Linked DNA regions of Mus musculus: region 1 is linked to region 2. Evidence: chromatin contacts called from public Hi-C data. All regions are on one chromosome and are shown on one strand. The core of a region is the stretch at or near the end of the contact, and the rest is flanking DNA. Distances in the headings are between cores, read along the strand shown.

Region 1 (3,616 bases), core at 98-2,597, 310 kb before region 2:
GAGAACTGACTCTTGACAAATTTCATGCATACAGCCTGGTGCACATGCATACTCACACTCATCCACACACACATGCAAACACACACCTACACAGCAAATGTAAAAGAGTCTACCTTGAATAATTCAAACGGCCTTACAATAACCCAACTATAGGAGTTCTAAGCTACCTTTGCACCTCTTGACAGTAAACAATACAAGGGCAAGCTCCAGCCGGGCAGTGGTGGCGCACACCTTTAATCCCAGCATTTGGGAGGCAGAGAGGCAGGCAGATTTCTGAGTTCAAGGCCAGCCTGGTCTACAGAGTGAGTTCCAGAATAGCCAGGGCTACACAGAGAAATCCTGTCTCAAAAAAATCAAAATCAAGCAAACAAACAAACAAAAAACTAAACTTCTTTCAAAGAGGTTTCACCCCATTTCCTCACTTATTATCTCTTTTCTAAGAGGAAGAAAGACACGACTTGTTTGGAATGAGCTGTGACCCCGATAATGTGTGGAGGAGGAGAAGGTAGGTGGTCCACACACGGCAGCTCTGCCCTAGATGAGATCCCATCCCAAACACTAGTTTGTTTAGTGACAGTGTCTTACTCTGAATCCCAGGCTGGCCCCCAAGTCGCAACCATCCTCCTGCTTCAGCCTCCCGTAATGCTAGTTTTATAGGCGAGTGGCATGCCTGACTCTCAAGTCGCTCTAGTCTATAACTTGGGGGGAGGCGCGCGGGCACGGGGGTTGGGGGCAGCCTAACTCTTACCAATAGCAAACTTGATTAGGGTTTCATTCTCTTCCGACAGAGAATCAAGGAATAAGTCCAGGACTTGTAGTTGCCGTAGGTACTGGTAGTTGCCCGGGTCATAAGCGAAGTTGGCGAGGTTGGCGAGGACTTGCTCCTTGGCATCTGCAATGGGAAGCAGCCCTGGGGTCGGACCTGTGCGGCGGCGGCTGCCGTCAGAACCCTCCTGGGTCCCTCGTGCCCACGCTACACCTCTTACCTTGGCTCTCGGTTTCCTGGAACTCTGTGACCAGCGCCTGCAAGTAGCCTAGCCGCCCGACGTGGGGGTCTATCTTGGGTTTCTGTGCCATGGCTGGGGCGGCGGAGTTGGGAGCTCCGGTAGAGGCCACAAGGCCTGGATCCTGACCTGTCCCGGCGGCGACAGAGCGGCAGCAAACCCAGTCTTGTCCTGAGATCCGCGTCTGCAGCTGGGGATGAGCTGTGGGGGTGGCCAGGGGTCTCAGGATCCTGTCTGAGCCGGATCTGAAAACCAAAATTCAACCCGGGCGAGACGCTGTGGCTTTTCGGAACTGAAGGCAGGCACGCCCCCTTACCACACTCCCTGCACCGCTTCCTGGTTCAGGGCGGAAGTCTCTCTAGCCCCGCCCCAGGAAACGGAGTGAGCGGGACCAGGACGGGATTGGGCGTGGTTACTGGGCGCCTCCTGGGCTTCCCTCCGGATTTCTAGAGCTGGAGGCTTTAACCCTCCACTGCGCAGCCGCCGCAGCGGGGATGCGTCGAAGGAGAGAGGAAGGGAGAGGGGAGGGAAAGAGGAGAAAAGGAGAGAGAGAATGGTGGATGGATTGACAGCCGGGCAGACGGATCTTCAGGCCATCTAGACATGATAGTAGTTTAATCCCAGAACACGGAGTTTAAGGACGGTTTAGTCTACAAGGCAATCCAGAGCTACATGGCAAGACCCTGGTAACAAAACAGAACATCCATCAAACCCCAAACACAATCTTAGGGTCACAAGGAGCGTCAGGGAGGGGCCCAGCTTTGCCGTGCTGTGGTGGAGGTGGAGGATGGAGGCAGTAAGGGTTTTTAGGGCAAGGGTCAGGGGTCATGTACTATGTTTGGTACCAGGGACCTGAATCACAGCAGAATGGTTTGTGTACTTCACCTTTCCCTGGCCCCCACCTCTGGGGTTTAAGTTCCAGTGATCAATCCATGCCCAACATCAACCAAGAGCAAGAGTTTTAGTCTTAGTTTGGATGCTTGAGAACCAAGGTTGCTCCGTGAGAACTCTGTGCCCTTTAGGTTTTATAAGAAGCAGGCTAGGCAGACTTCTTACATCTCAGCTCAAGATGGCCAAGCGTCTGACTAGTCAGAACATCAAAGACCTGGGGACCTGGAGCCTTTGAGATTCCAGAACAAATACTTTGCAGACTCCCCTCAAAATTTTCCAGGGATGGTCCAAAGCAGATCCTGGCTACAAAAGAGTAGACTTTGCTTCCATCTTGTCTCCAAGCCCCAGGCTCCAAAGAACTGGGATTACAGCACACCTGGGCATGGGTGGGGCTGGAGATGGAAGTGAAGGTTTGATGTACGTGACTAAACTACATTTGCACCCTCATTTCTTCGTTGCTTATTGCCCTCAGATTAATGCCATTATTACCAACGGGCAAGTGTGATGAAAATTTCCTAGCTGGAGGATCACAGATTCTATTTTTCCTGGACGTGGGCCTGTTAGCCAGCCCCAACTCTGTTTTCTGTTAGAATGAAAAATAGGTCCCTGGCATTTGCCCTTCAGAGTAGAAACTTCCTTGGGGGGTGGGGGTGGGGTCAAGCTCAGTTCTGAGTTGCGATCCGGAAAGCAGTAGGGGACATTAGACAGAGAGGCAGACTTCAATTGGAAGATGGCATCTCATACAGGCCAAAAAAATTTTTTTAATAACGTTTATTTGTGTGTGTGTATGGTGCGCGCACATGGGCACGCCACAGAACAACTTGTGGTAGTGGGGCCTCTCCTTGTCCATGTGGGTCCCAGGAATCAAACTCAAGTTGTCGGCATGCAGCCAGCACCTTTACCTACTCAGCCGTCTCCACCCAAGGTCTAGAGACAGTGAACATAAGCAACTCAGCAAATGCACGGCTGCAGTACTTCCTTTGACCATGAGGGGGCACTCGTGACAGCACCTTAGAGGAACCGATCGCCTCCTAAAGATGCTTATTCATGCCAGATGGACTTGTGGAGGAGGATGGCTGGCGTCAGTCATGAAAATAAAATCATTTTCCTGATAAGGTTTTCTTGCTGGAGCCTGGTGGAGCCTGAACCAACAAACAACCCCAAGAAGTTCCTGCCAGCCTGAGGGAATGGAGGAAATTTACTCAGGCCTGGTTTCCGCTTTTCTTAGTCCAGAGTTCATGACCCGTGCGGCAGGGAATGTTTTTGTATATAATTCAGACCGTTTTCCCCTTCCCTGGAGTACCCTGCTGCGACAAGCCTGGGCTGATGACAGCTAGCCTTAAGAGATGACCTCAGAGACCAGCACCAGAAGCGAGTAAGTGGACATAGCTCCAGGCCATGGGCTCAGGCTAGCAGCAGCTGCCGATTTAGCCAGTTTCTGCCTCAGGGTTGATACCTCCAACACATTCCGGAGAAAGGGGAACCTCAGAGGCCAAGAGCAGAGCACAGACTACGGTTTGCACATAGAAGCCAGTTTTTATAATGTTCCTTAAGTTACCTAGCCTGTCTTCTTGGCTCCTGGTTAGTCAAGGTCTGCCTTCCCCTACGTGGATACGTGGATAGAGTCTGGTAAAAGGAGATTCTGGCTCAGGCCCTGCTCAATGGCAGAAGACTCTTCAGACTGTACAACTTCTGAGACCCAAGTAAAAGGGCTCCTTCCA
Region 2 (3,558 bases), core at 291-2,790:
AAACTGGGGTTGTTTGGGGGAAATACCAACCACTGGCAAAACCCAACCAGCCGGCTTACAATCGCTGGACAGAGAAGAGGAGACACCAGGGCGGGACCACCTGCGAGGGTCGGCTCTGCAGGACGCTGCCTGGCCTGTTCCTGCTCCCTCCCCCACCCATCTTTCTCCTTTTCCTCCTCTTCTAAGGTCCTCCCACCAGGCTCCCAGATACCAGCTAGCGAGCGCTTACTCCTCACATTCCAGAGGACCATAAATCCTCCGGGGTGGCAGAGCCACCACCCCCAAGACGCTTCTGCACCTCCTCCCGGCACCCCACCCCCACCCCTAGCTCCGAGACGTTGAGACTTCCTCTCTTTCTTAGAAGTCACTTTAGTCTTGAGAAGGATGAAGTCCAACCGGTGTGAGTTAATGATGCACAAACTAGAGGACCCAGGATGTGGGTAGGGCTGAAGGGGTCCTCCCAGGGACCCTTAGTTATTCAGCCTTTAAGCCACTTTGAGCTACCATCCACAGGGACTGAAGAGAAGAGAGTAGAAAGAGGGAGGGAGGGAGGGAGATGCGGGGGGTGGTGGGGAGAGCTCTTAGCTTAGCTGTAGGCAAGGATAACCCAGGAATGAGTCCGGGTTGTGGGGCGGAATCCAAGGAATGGGAGCAGAGAAGGGGACTGGGTTTCTTTGCGCCGTCTTCGCAAAGTTCAAGCAGTCAGGAGATGCAGGCGGCAAAGGAGCTCCGCTCCCCAGCCAGCCCGGACAGGGCGGTGGGGTCGCTGGTCGCACTCCGAAGCTCGCCTTAGAAACTGCGAAGGCTCCGGGACAGAGGGCAGAAGCCGTTTCCTCCTCGCTGCTCGAGTTTCAGAAAGTGCTTGGAAGTCCGGGGTGCCCGAGTCTCTCTAGAATCCTAGTCCTACACCAAGCCCAACCCGCACTTACCAAGTGGCTCTTTTCGGCCTCATTCTGGTCCCCAGCCTCATGAGTGTCGGCGGCCGCTGGAGGCTCGGCTTGTTCGGACTTCTCCTGGGGGCGCAGCAGCTCTTCCCGGATCGAGACGCCCAGCTTCTTGAGACGCTCGTCGGTCTCCGGGTCGACCACCAGCAGGCGCACGGCGTTCAGCGCTGCGCGGATGCGGCTCACCACCTGCTGATGCGTCTCCTTCTCCACATTCTCACCGTTCACCTCCACCAATCGGTCTCCAGCCAACAACCCCGACTTCTCGGCCGGCGAGCCAGGTTCTACCAGACGGATAAACTGGCCCACCTTGCCCTTCTCCCCGTGCAGGTGGAAGCCGTAGCCATTTGGACCCTTCTCCAGGCAGCAGAGCCGGGGCAGAGGCTCCCCGGCCGCTGCGTCCGCGCTCATCTTGTTCTGCGAAGGCTCAGCGCGGGTGCCGTCGGAGGCCGGGGACTCACGACCTTTCTCCCCGAGCCGCAGAGCTCGAGTTGGGAGCTGAGCACCGCACGGGGCACAGGGAACAGGTGTCCCGGGAACCGCGGTTGCGAACGCACAGGAAGGGAGCCGGCCAATCCCCGCCCTGCGCGGCGTCTGAGCGTTCCAGAACCCGCCCCAGCTCCTAAACCCGAGGGCGGGGCCGCGCGGTGGGTGTGGATCACAGTAGACCAATCAGAAATCACGAACCGGGCTCTTGCGCCAGGGTGAACAAATCTAACCAATCAGGAGAGTGGGGCGTGGCCTGCACTCGGCGCGGCACCCCGCAGCGGGAGAAGAAAAGAGAGCCCAGGAAGTGGAAGTGTTTGTTACCAAGTGCGGAGTTGGGCTGATCGGGCGGGGCCGAGGCCGGGGCTGGGGCGGGGTTCCAGGTACTGAGCCCAGAGGCCCCACGGGCTCCGCTCTGGTTTCCACGTTGTGGAGGGGGATTTAGAAGAGCTAGTCTCTGGGTAAAGGATTCTCAACGCTTTAACCGCCTTGAGCCAAAGCCTGTTGCATAGCTTGGCCCGAGAGAGGGGAGCGACAGTTGCTGGGGAAACCACCCCATGCTCCCCCACACTCACTCCTCCCCCTCCCCAGAGCCAACTTAAGAACCGGACGGATGTCTTCTGTAACACAGTAACACTGTAACAGGGTAACTGTAACAGAATAACTCCGGAGTAGAGTTGTTTAAATAACAAAGTTTCTTCTTGTGGAGCCGCCCCTCTATCCCTGGACATGCATATAGACAGAGGTTTGGGCTCTGATCCCTTCTAGAAACTTGTAGGGCTTGGTAGAGACTGAGGCTCCTTGCAGCCCACCTGGAAGACAGGCTGTCTGAGAACAGATAAATGAATAATAAATAAAGGGCTTAGTTTTGGCAGTAGCCTTTAGCCACGGAGAGAGGGCGGGTGAGACAGCTAGGTAGTCAATCTCAGGATTCACTTCAGAGGGAATGGAAGACTGGCTTTGTTCAACAGAAAAATGACTTGGATTGTGAGATAAGCATTCCAGCTCCCTCTTGCCAGCGCAGATGTGGCCACAGAGGCTGGGGGTGGGGGAGGGTAGTCAGTTAAGGGTAAGTTGAACCTATGAGGACGCCAATGGGTGAAGATGGAATGATTCGGACATTGGGTAACAGTTTCCCACAACGTGCCACGTAACAAACTCTCTAACACGATCCTCCTTCTGGGAATAAACAGAGGGGGAAAAACCGGTCAGAGTATATTTTCCAAAATACTGCAATTTAATTCTGGAAAAACAGAAATGCCAGAGGCCCAGAGCTATGTATGTGACTAGAGCTCCAGCAATCAGCTCAGAGCCCCAGAAGAGAACCCGGAGCCCAGGCTCCTCCCTGATCTTCCTATGAGAGGTCACAGAGAGTTTCCTTATCAACCCAAGTTTAGAGTGCTGACTTTGCTCTGGGAGCAAGATTTCTGCCTTGAAAGCAAATATAGTAACCTCAGATATGTGTAATGCATACTTTCTTGGAGCCTCACTCGCTGCCCAACCTATATAGATGTAGTAAAGCTTCCTTTGGTCATGGATCTGCACACCTCCGAGTGTCCTTCCTTCTAAGGGTCAGATCAGAGCTTTGGGAGACACATGGCCTTGGGCCTACAGGGCTTGTTGCCCCTCTCCGTACCCCAGACTTGCTCATACTTCCTTGTTTTGTGCACATAGCATCAGCCCGCCCCCAAATCGACAACTTCCCACCCTCTCAACCCGATTTAGCGGAAGAGGAAAAGATAAAACCATTTTGCCCTAGTATTGGTCTGAAGTTAAAGAGAGAGAGGGAGAGAGAGAGAGAGCGAGCAAGCTGGGGCTTAGTGGGAAAAACTGGCCTATGGCTTTGTTCAGTTCTGCCTCCCACCCATTCCAGGAGCCAACAAGTTCTTTATCTGGCTCTGACCTCTGCCTTAAATATCCGTGGTGCTGTACACCTTGTCTCGGGATTGGGAGGGAGGGGAAGTTTTTTCCAGACTCTGACCTCTGGTTGTCTAGGAACCCAGGTGGAAAGTTGACAAGAGAGGTTCCATGGGAGAGCGGGGCATCCCCTGGGATGTGAGGTCCAGAGATCAGGAAGGAGTGTTTTCAGGTGCCCCACTGCTCGTGTGTGCTGAAGAAAAAGCCCGTG

The links. Hi-C and Micro-C count contacts between places; a contact is called where the count stands out from the background.
Region 1: a contact with region 2 is called in a Hi-C map of embryonic stem cells, with 3 times the contacts expected there. The contact joins the promoter of Armc7 here to the promoter of Slc9a3r1 in region 2. A contact is called at or near these places in 5 of 39 promoter capture datasets (cranial neural crest, embryonic stem cells, frontonasal cranial neural crest and 2 more), 1 of 15 datasets of contacts at CTCF or cohesin (the NIH/3T3 cell line), 22 of 484 Hi-C or Micro-C datasets (CD4 T cells, CD8 T cells, CD8 central memory T cells and 13 more), 10 of 115 datasets of contacts at active chromatin or transcription factors (the SCID.adh cell line, bone marrow-derived dendritic cells, effector CD8 T cells and 4 more) and 2 of 9 other capture datasets (liver and pancreatic islet).

Annotation. Positions count from the first base shown.
Region 1 is chr11:115,473,398-115,477,013 of GRCm38.p6, reverse strand. Armc7 (armadillo repeat containing 7) reads right to left here and starts at 1,347. Exons shown (of 3, transcript NM_177778.5): 1 at 987-1,347; 2 at 749-892. The coding sequence starts at 1,077. It overlaps Slc16a5 (solute carrier family 16 (monocarboxylic acid transporters), member 5), which reads right to left. Exons shown (of 4, transcript NM_001080934.1): 4 at 2,616-3,616.
Region 2 is chr11:115,161,323-115,164,880 of GRCm38.p6, reverse strand. Slc9a3r1 (solute carrier family 9 (sodium/hydrogen exchanger), member 3 regulator 1) reads right to left here and starts at 1,540. Exons shown (of 6, transcript NM_012030.2): 1 at 930-1,540. The coding sequence starts at 1,355. It overlaps Rab37 (RAB37, member RAS oncogene family), which reads right to left. Exons shown (of 9, transcript NM_021411.4): 9 at 2,641-3,558.